Linked DNA regions of Capsicum annuum: region 1 is linked to region 2. Evidence: chromatin contacts called from public Hi-C data. All regions are on one chromosome and are shown on one strand. The core of a region is the stretch at or near the end of the contact, and the rest is flanking DNA. Distances in the headings are between cores, read along the strand shown. Region 1 has its middle 4.3 kb from the start of LOC107870942. Region 2 holds the start of LOC107870967 (lysine-specific demethylase JMJ706).

Region 1 (5,216 bases), core at 1,358-3,857, 92 kb after region 2:
AATCTGTAAACAAAATTCAATCAAACAAAAAAAACATATAACATGCATATATATTTCAAATGATTAAAATACATATGTATTTTGATCAAATCATAACTGCAACCAACATTGAAAAATACATATCAAATTTACTAAACATGCATATAGACAATAGACTGTTATGGTAGTTAAACTAATGCATATGTATTTTGACCATATCAAAAATACAACAAACACTGAAAAATACAAATACTCAAAAATGCATATCAACTATACTAAAAATACATATAGGTCAAAATTATTCAGCTGTACTAAAAATACATATCAAATATAATAAAAATACATATCAACTATACTAGAAATATATATATCCAAATACTATTCATGAGTAGTTAATTCAACAATATATTTTCACATAATCCCTATATATCATCATAACAGAAAATACATAATTACTTGAACACAAACAAAAAAAAAATATTTACAAACAAAAAATTTACCTCTTCCTCACTTTCTTCTTCAGATTCATCATAAGATTTGGCAACATCGTCTTCAATTTCTTTAGATTTCCTTTTCTTCTCGTGCTGTTTTTTAGTTTCTTGCTCATTTGGAGAAGGAGTTTTCTTCAACCCTTTTTTTTAAATTTCCGTCATCTTCACTTTGTCGTTGCGAAACTTCGACCTAATCTCTTTCGATCTTCCAGATTTCTTCAACTATAAAGGATTTGAAACAACAGTAACTAAATCTTCTTGAGTTAACCCAAGACTAAAAGATGGTGCATCAGACACTAATTTCATATTCCTTATACCACTGTTTGTAGGTGTTTTTGTAGTGTGTTCATCCATTAAAACACAAAACCCTTAAACATTAATTTTTCGATGAATTAAAGTAGGAAAAAAAATAAAATGCTCACATGCAAAATGTGATTAATAATTACCTGAAATATGAGAAGCAAATCCTTATCACAGATCGTGCAAGAATCGTGCAAAAGACAATAAAATTGAGGAGAAAGTGATGATTAATGGCGGAAAAATAGAAAAAAAAAAAAATCAAATTAAGGAAAGATAAAGTAGGAGCAGTGAAAAGGGGGATTTTAGCACAGTAAAAAATTTAGGCGGCAAAAAATAGGGCTCACTTAAAATAATGCTACATACGTTATAGAATGTAATTAGGAAAAAATATTACTATTTTTTGTAATTAAGTACTTAAGTATGTTAACATATGTATTTTTCTCTATTTTTAATAAGTGAGGTATTTGACCAAGATTATTTAGAGAAAATAGTAAGTAAATAATAGAAGCTAAAAAAAGTAGTTTCTTCCTAAAAAAAAAATTTATTTGAAAAATACTTTTAAAAAAATACATTTAAAAATACTTTTAAGAAGTTAGAACAAATACTAATTATTGCTCAAAATTACTTTTCAAATGCTTTTGCCAAACACCAATTGCATTTTTCACAGTAAGTTGATCTTAAGAGTTCGGTAAAACCAGCTTAGTTTTGTTACCTTCTATGTGCTTTCTCTTTGTTACTAAAACTTTAGTTTGAATTGTTAAATGAATTTGAATTATTATAAATTTTTAAAAGTTCTACAAAATTATCTGGAAAAATTACATAATATCATAATTTATTTTTACTAAACTACATAAACTTACTGTTTTTTTATTAATTACATAATTTTAATTTTTTTAAAAAGCAGCCGAATACGTTCACAAACCCATAAATTTTTAGATAAATAATTATGTATCTCCCTTTGGTCAAGTTAATGTATTATGTACTCGACCAAATAGTATAAAAAATAAATGTATTTCAGTAATCAAATCATGTATTTCAACTTCAAAATTATGTATCCGGATATTAATTATGTATTCGAATAAAAATGGAGTAATTAACTATTACATTCTTAAGTTACAAATTATGTATCTCACCTCAAAATTATGTATTGGGATACTTATTTTGTCTTCAAAAATTGCAAAAATGATAAATTATTTATAATTTAATAAAAAGTGGGAATAAAGAATAATTAGGGATAGAATTTTTGAAATTTATTTAAGTTTTACAAATTTTAAACAGATGTAGTACATAATTTAACCAAACTAGCAGAATGCAGTGAATAAAGTAGAGAGCCCAATCACTTTTTTAGCAGAGTTAATGGGCTCAAACTTTTTAGTTTTATTACGTGTCAGGTGGAGAAGATAGTGTACTGTTTTTCAGAGATCAACTCAAAAAGTAGAAAGCAGAAATTCATATCCCAATACTTTTACTTTTCCATGCACCAATCTAAATCCAATGGGTATAAGTAGTGCGTGAAGAAAATTTAAAATAAAGCAAATATTGATGTATATATTATTTATCCCTAATTTGGAACTGATGTAAATTTGAATAAATATCGAATATTGGGTGGGAAACAAAATAAATTTGAAACCTACATTTTGTTCCCTTTTGTACTAACATCATCTCATGCTCTAAAATAGGCTTATCATATTTAGAGTTACTCGGTATCTATGTTAGTGTAGATAATAAATGTCTTATGAAATTAATTAAAGAAAACAAATTAAGAAGAGAGATCTAAAACACACTCAATTTTTTTGGCACTTGCTGTTCTCAAACAATAGTCTTGGACAGAATGTTTGCCTACACGGCCCAAGTTAAAAGTAAGCCTATACCAAAAAAAAATTTTTGGCCCAAGTTCTCTTTATGTCCGTTCAAGAAATATTGAAGAATCAAATCAAATAGAGAAATTTGATAGGAAAATTACATAAATATACAATTTAAGTTATAGTTATTACATAATATTCCATATAGCAAAACTAATTACAAGTATCCCAAACTAATAAATATCCCATCTTTTATACTTTCTCTCTCTAAAATCGTCATACATATCAAAACATTCTTTTTAAATCGACTAATGCTCCTTAATATATGCCTAAAATTAAGTAATCATTATTTGACGGTTTTAAGATTTCAAAATTCAAACATTAACTGATCAAATTGCTCAACTTCATCATCTTCTTCAATTACATTTGAGTTTTATTTATTTTTTTATTTTTTTCAATTTTACCAAATAAAAAAAAAATGATTTTCATTGTTGCATGTGTGTAATTCTCAAAAAATCTCAGCATTATAATCATATTCCGGTCCGAGCTTTGTTTATTTTTTTCTTCAATTTATTTTTGAGTTTTTTTTTTCAACTTTAAGATATTTGGCAGTTTGTTTATTCTTTTTTCATCACCTTCTTAAAAAATCTACTGTTTCTTTGTTGCATGTGCTTAATTCTCAAAATCAGGACGACCTTGATTTTCAAAGATTTTGTAATTTGATTTTTAATTTGTATTTTTTTTTCTCAATTTTATGCACTCTTATACATTGTTATACATAGCTATGTTATGTATAAGGGTAAAGCCACATTTTTTTTTGAGAGATCTGTTGTAATTTCTACTCCATATACATTGATATGCAATGTATATGGTTAACTCATTCTGCTATTATATACATGCAAGATTATGTATAACGTTTATCAATGGTACGCATATGGCTTGAAGAATTTTCATCTTATACGTGTAAGAGTTATGTATAAGGGTTATTTGTGTTATGCAATTTATATGGTTTGATCCCTTTTCCAGATTTTTCCTACAGTTATGTTTCACCTTATACTTAGGCATGTTATATATAAGTATATCGTTTACTAGGTGTACCTTATACATTACTGCAGTTATGTTTCACCATATTTACATTATACATAAGCATATTATGTATAAGAATATGTTTTTATACATTAATATTGTCATGTTTTCTTTACATGAACCTTTTTTTTCGTTTTAATTTTTTATGTCTCTTTATTTCATTAGGGTCTTTTTTCTTTGGTTCTAAAATTTTTTAGGTGATTTATGTGGTAAATTTCCTTTTAAGAGTATATTTTTTTGAAAAAATTTACATAATTAAGGAATTCATTAATTATTCATTAATAAGGTACAATCTTGGACAATTATTAGATTGATTTATTTTCTTAAAAATCGTTAATACGGTTAAACTCATATACATAGGTTATAATGTATAATAACGCGGAAGAATGTATATGAACATTTATAATCCGACAGAGAGAAAAAAAAATTAAATAACAAATCTGGGAGAGAAGGTAATTAGCTAGCAAACATTTGGGATTTATGTTGTTTACTCAATTTTGAAGGCGTTTGATTGTGAAAATCATATATATATTTTTTTGATTGAAGTTGAAGTTGTATTTGATCATATCTATTTGAAAAGAGTTTTTTGACTTTTGGAAAGAATTTTTTGGATTTTAAGTTGAAGTTAAGAGACTAGTTTTCACTTTTCATCATTTCGAAATACTTCTTAAGTTGTATTTGAAGTTTTTACGTCAAATATCATTTTTAGAAAAAAAAAAAAAGAGAAGCCTATTGCATTAAGGTTTTCGCTATGCGCAGGGTCTAGGAAAGAACCCGATCATAGGATCTATTGTACGCAGTCTTACATTTTGTTTCTGTCATAGCCTATTTTCAATGCTTGAACTCGTGACTTCCTGATCATATGACAACAACTTTATGTAATAGCCCAACTTATTATTTTTTAATGAAGGGTTAATTGATAGTTTTAACCAATTATTAGTAGTAATAAAGGAAATCAAAGAGAGCAAGCTAAAAGCCTGACCTTTTTTCTTCTTCGTTTTCAAGTTAAAAACACTACAAATAGAATACTAGGGCTATTTTTTTTATCCCATTATTCCAAAGGGAGCTCCAAGCTGCATAGAAAAAAAAAGAGAAAGAAAGAAAACAACAGCGAGTATCTAAGCAGCGTTAGCAGAAATCCTCGTAAAGCAATAAGGTACGGATTTTATTTGTAGTTCTTTGACATAGAGTTGCACATATATTCGGTGATACTGGCAGTAGTGTAGGTTGAGAATGAAAATTATGAATTAGCTGTTGAATGTTATTATGATGATGCGATCCTGAAGTTATGAGTGGAGTAATGTTTCTTTTTCCTTTTCATGGAGGCAGTGGATGTTTCCCTAAATTACTTAAGGATTGGTGGAAGTTGGTGGAAGAAACCTACTATTCTTTTGCATATTTCATACTAAACAGTTTTTTTTACACTAAAATTTGTCCGGTGGAATAAGCTATTTTTCAATTGCCATGGTAGAACACTGTTGTGATAAGCTTATATCTCTAATTGTTCTTCTACTATATTATTTGTTTTTAAAGAAAAAGTAATAAAATTAATCACATC
Region 2 (5,764 bases), core at 306-2,805:
GGATTTTCCTCAGTCATTTCCATAATGAGATGTAACTAGCCATTCCATGGCCTGCTACAACAACATTTCCGGTGTAATCCCACAAAGTGGGGTCTGAAAGGGTCTTAAGACCTACCTCGGTAGAGAGGTCATTTCCTATAGACCCTCAGCTCAATGAAAAAACAGTCCAAAGCAGTATAGAAAAGAAATAACGGAAATGAAGAAGTCATGGGGCTCCCCGGGCCTTCCAAAGCTTGCAATTACATTAACCAACAGAGAGCGATTACACACAGATACAAAAGAAATACACAAGTATATAAAAACGTCAGAGCACTAATTATTAACCCAAACAGACATCAAAAAGTTGACTCATACAAAATTATCCGTACAAATTATGAAAAAGAGATTACAAGTGTGAACACTACCAATTCCCCAAAACAAAGAAAAAAACAGGTGTAAACACAGATAAAAGTAAAACTATATTAAGAAGATAGTTGACAAATTTAATTTATCTCAAAATTTTGACATCTGGAAAGAATTCAAATTTCGGACCAAAATCATAGGTTCAACTATATTTCGTCAAAAAAAAATCTGCAACAGTAATAAACGAGGGAGAAAAGTATAAAGAAGCATAAACTACCAAAACCAGACAGTTATTATTCTTGAAATTAGGCTAATCCATAAACAGATATCTCTATAAACGGCTCATAAATGTAAGTAATAAGATCTGAAGCAAACAGAAATAAAATCTCTGCAATGCAAAACAGAATTTTAGAAGATTTTTCAACAGAAATAGGAAGAAATTTGGTGAACACTCAAAAGTCTAATTTAAAAATAGTAAACATTTATTCAATTTTCTCTAAATAAATAATATGAACAAGTACTCATTTCAATATGTGAAATTACAAATAATGCAAATTAAAAACGAAACATCCTTCAAAATCCTTCAATTTTCACTGAAATCTTAAGAATACTTGAGATCCAAACTTCCACGCAAGGTACAAAAAAAATACATTCAGAACTCATAAATGTTACAAAAAAAATACAAAAACACATCCGACTAATAACATACCATCTCATTACGAAGCTTTTCCTTACAGTTCTTCGTCTTTATTTACTTTTGGAGAAAAAATATAACCAAAACAATAGCCAAAAACAACAATATGACCGTCAGTTAAGCCCTAGATCAGGATCTAGGGCGAAATAAGACAGAAAAACAGCCTTAGACTCGCCACATTCCCTTAACACTGCACAAAACGAGACAAACTCGGAGATCAGAGCGATTACACCAACCGAGTTAACTCAGTTACTCGAAAACGCCATCCGAAGAGCGAGTGCGGTTGAATTATCCGCCAAGTTTGTTATTCACCGGTGAACGGAAAAGTGGTTTGCCGGCGAGATGAAGAGATTTTCCGTCGAGTAGAGAGAGAGAAAAGAGGAGAGAGAGAAGGAAAGGGGAACAGTAAATGGAAATCCAGAAGTAATGGCTTTTACAAAAACGGAAAAAGAGAAAAGAGAGGATAATTTATAGTTTTATATATAGGGCAATAGCTGGAAATACATCTGTTTTTTCTTTAGAACTAATAATAATAATTACTATTATTATAATTATAATAATTATTGTAATAAGTAGTTTACGGGTAAAAGCAAAGAAGTGTGAAGGAAAGTGGTGGTTGTTAGGTTCGTTCAACCAAACGCCAGCCGTCCTTCAAACGCCCCGTTTTTTGCACAGTTACAGACACGTGCTTTTCCAATTATACCCCTAGTCTAATTTACACTTTCGTTTCGAATTATTTGTCTGATTTTAATAATTTAATTTTATATAATAAGCTTTAAAAACTTACGAAATAAATACTTTTAGATTGTTGTAGTGACAAACATGACATATATAAAAAGATTTAAATATATCAGGTAAAAAGTTATAACCGAAGATTTTTCAACAAAGGAAAGCTTTTTTTTTTTAGGACTATAAAGAGAAGATGTAAAAATTGCAAGGTAAGGAAGTACTATTGTTTCACAATTTTTCCAAAGTAGGTAGGATGATATTGAATTGATTTACTTAGATTAGATGATGTTTAATTGATTTACTTAGATTTTTATTTCTCTCAACTCCAACTACACTTCAAATTTTATTTTGGAATGCAACATTTTAATATAGGAAAGCTAAAAAGGATTCCATTACAACTACATAAAAGAAAAGACTGCATTCTAGAAATACTAATAAATTGTATGATGAAATTTTTCGTGTCACGCTAACATATTTTTGTCATTTTAAGAAATTATGTTCCAAAAACATATTTTATGATTTTAATTTAATCTGGTAATAAAAACTTTATAATTGATGCTTAAATTACGTGCATGATACGTATTCAAATTCTACTGAGGCAAAAAGCTTGTGGTAGAGTTTTGTTAGAAGTGGAATGGTAAAATTTTAGTTAAACAAGAAATTTATATTTTGTGGAATATTTTTTTACAATAAATTAAAGTTGGAAAGTGCAAAGAAGAGGGAGAAAAGTAATCGGGTGGTCTACAGTACACCGAAAGAACTTCGTGGACTACTTCTAAATTACTGTATGGACGGCAGGGATTTATACTTCCGCGTTTAGATGTGAAATCAAAGGTCCATGTCCATAACAGTTAACATATTCACACGTATTAATAGCAGTTTAACCTAACTTTTCGTTAGTTAATACATTTTCCATGGTAAAAGACAGAACTCTCCTTAGTGCCGGGTAGAATTTTAACTAAGGAGTCTTAAGTATGAGAAAGTAATCATGAAGAAGCCCGAGAGCAGTGGCAGGTCAAGGATTTAATGTTGAAACTTAAAGTTTTGAAGTTTTGCTTGAAAATTAAAGTATTTAACTATTTTTTTATTTTAAATTTTTTTTCTTTTATATTATTTTTTATACATTTTCTATTTAATTATATCTAATTGGAGTTGAGGATTAACAGATGTCTGAACATCAAATATTAACATCTAGGTCTCCAACTGCGAAGAGTTCAATGTTTACTATTTATACATACATAAAAATAATTTCAACTTTTCACAAATAGTGTGAAAATATATTAAGACCCGTTTGGATAGGACCAAAAAATAATTTTTTAACTTATGCTCTTAAAAGCTGAAAATAAGTATTTATAAATTAACAGATAAGTATTTGGAAAGAGATGCTGAAATTGAGAAAAAAATTATTGATGTATTTGATAATCAAGTGTTGTTAAGCACTTTTTCGTTGTCAAAATGACTTAAATATTCTTAAAAATTATTAATATTATATATAAATTAAATTATATATAATTTTTAATCCAAATTATTCAAAAACAAAAGAGAAAGCCGAAGAGGAAACTAGAGGAAAGAGATGGAGAGAATCGGTTGAGGAAAAAAAAGAAAAATAATATATTTAAGGACTAGAAATTCGGGTATTTTTGAAATTGAAAGAAAATATAAGCGATAAAAAATAAATGTCTTGATTAAACTTAAAAAAAATTTAATCAAAAAAATAAAAAGCGACAGATATTCAGCTTTTCACTTTTTATTTTTTATATCAGGTTTTATTTTTAAAATATTTTTTATTTTATCAAATACCAAAAAAAAACGTATTAAGAAAAATTATTTGACCAAATTTTATAAATAAGTTGTTGTTTATCACTAGTGTATTTTTTTTAAAATAGAAAATCTCCGCCAAGTCTCTCTCCCTATCCAATCCTCCTTTTAAAGCGTTGGGTTAGGGGTAAATAAGTCATTTACGTAAAATATTCAGAAAAAAGGCCGTTGGAGCTGTTTGACGTGACCATATAGGTATATTGAAGAGCGAAAACATGGTGTAGTTCATGTGACACGTGGACCAATCAGAAGAGGGTAATAACACGTGGCACAGTGCTGACGTGTAATTAAAACTGTGTGCTTTGCCTTTTTTTTTTTTTAATGAAAGAAGAAAGAAAATGCCAGAACGGAAATAGCTGGCTGTTACAAACAATACAGAGATCACGTTCCCTTGTGATCAGCTCCATCACGGGAGACGGGAGTTACTTTCTCATTCTGTTACTAATAATAAATTTTTATGATTATATAAATATTCCAATAATTTGAAAACTAATATATTTAAAAAATTTACAATTATAGAAATGTCATAACAAGAGATGAAACTACGCACCATCAAATATATTTAAATTTTAAAATAATCATATAACTTTACTTGTTTAGTTAAAAAATAAAGAAATAATTTATTATTTTATACTTATTTTAATCTTGTTATTTAAATACTACAATACATCTATCCATATTTAAATGACTTACAACTATAAGAATTATATATCAAAATTATTTTTTTATTTTTTGGGTAGGAAGTGTACCTAGTCATACAGAAACAGTAAAAATGAACGAAAGAAATATTTAAAATTTATCGATTTTTGAATTTGTCATCAGATTCATACAATGTGAGATTTATATAATAAATATTTTATAAAAATCTTACATATGGAGAATTATAATTTTTCAAGAAAAAGAATGTCATTGATACCTTTGGACAAGATTTGATCCTCCATTTGAACTCGTATTTCGTTTTAATTATTAACATTTTAAAAGTTATTGAATTTGTTAGTTTGCCTCAAACTATGAGATATATAAAATTGTAGAGGGTGGGGGTTTGAGGATTGTGTGTTATATTGCCAGATACTCTTTTGTTCACCTTTATTTATTTATATTTGATTTAACATGTTTTTTTATAAAAAATATTAAAAGTAATCAAAAGATGAATTTATTATATCAACTCTATTAAAGTTGTAATTTATAATTTATATATTGAATAAATAAAAATAATCAAAAAAGGTATTTAGAAATCTTTTAATTTCAAATATAAAATATAATAACTTCAGAATAAAATATAGATAATTTTTTTTCAATTAAACGAGCCTTAGTAGATAGGTATAGAGGAATCTTCTTTTATGTTATTGGTAACGCGGAGTTTGGAAGGAAGTAATGATTAAAATTCACACACACATAGAGAGAGACGCAGCCAGCGAAAACGAAGGGTTTGAAGGAGAAAGTGAGAAGAAGAAATGGTCATCCATATGAGTTGGTGGAGGCTTTGGATTCTTCTAACATGGTCAACTCGTTTATGGCTTTTTTGAGTCGGCTACCCACTTAACTTTCTTTCAGCGTAGCTGAGCTGCGCGGAGCTTGTGGTTCCCATGACTCTTTCAGCTAATATTATTTCAATCACATGCTATTACTGTGTGCTATAATAATAAAAGTAGATTCTAGATTTTCTTTCATTACCGCTATAACTAGAGTTCTTGGAAATATCAATGTTTTACCGTACCTCATTTCCTCTTAAATCACGCTGCTGATCGAACTCTTTTCTTTCACTTTAATTAATTTTATGAAATATTTCTTCATTTTCAAATTATTCGTTTCAAATTTTTTAATTTGATATCTTATTTTACTTATTTTTTTTATTAATCAAGATATGATAATTTTTTTCCCCGTTATACTCTTAGTAATTGATTACTCCTTGTTACTAGTATTGAATTATCAAATTTTGAAAAAAATATTGCAAAAACTTTAGTAATTCTATAATTCTAATTATTCATGCAAAAAGTGCTTTGATATCAGTTATATAATAACTCAATCAATATTGGAACTAACAACATAACACAATTAATAGGGGAAAAATGATAAAAGTTACATTATCAATCATTGTTTTCTTAATAGCTGTGTCGTCTCAATTTGAGACGGAGAGAGTACTATTTGTTGCTCCCTCCATTTTATTTTACTCGTCCCAAT

What was found. Hi-C and Micro-C count contacts between places; a contact is called where the count stands out from the background.
Region 1: a contact with region 2 is called in a Hi-C map of placenta, with 2.7 times the contacts expected there. The contact joins the enhancer-like site here to the promoter of LOC107870967 in region 2. A contact is called at or near these places in 3 of 5 Hi-C or Micro-C datasets (bud, leaf and placenta).

What each region holds. Positions count from the first base shown.
Region 1 is chr1:19,783,089-19,788,304 of UCD10Xv1.1, forward strand. No RefSeq gene overlaps it. Among protein-coding and RNA genes, the nearest start is that of LOC107870942, 4.3 kb to the right of the region's middle. Within about 2 kb of position 2,608, at least 1 of the 5 cell types and tissues checked has an H3K27ac peak or open chromatin away from gene starts, as enhancers often do.
Region 2 is chr1:19,692,047-19,697,810 of UCD10Xv1.1, forward strand. LOC107870967 (lysine-specific demethylase JMJ706) reads right to left here and starts at 1,556. Exons shown (of 11, transcript XM_016717697.2): 1 at 1,052-1,556. The coding sequence starts at 1,054.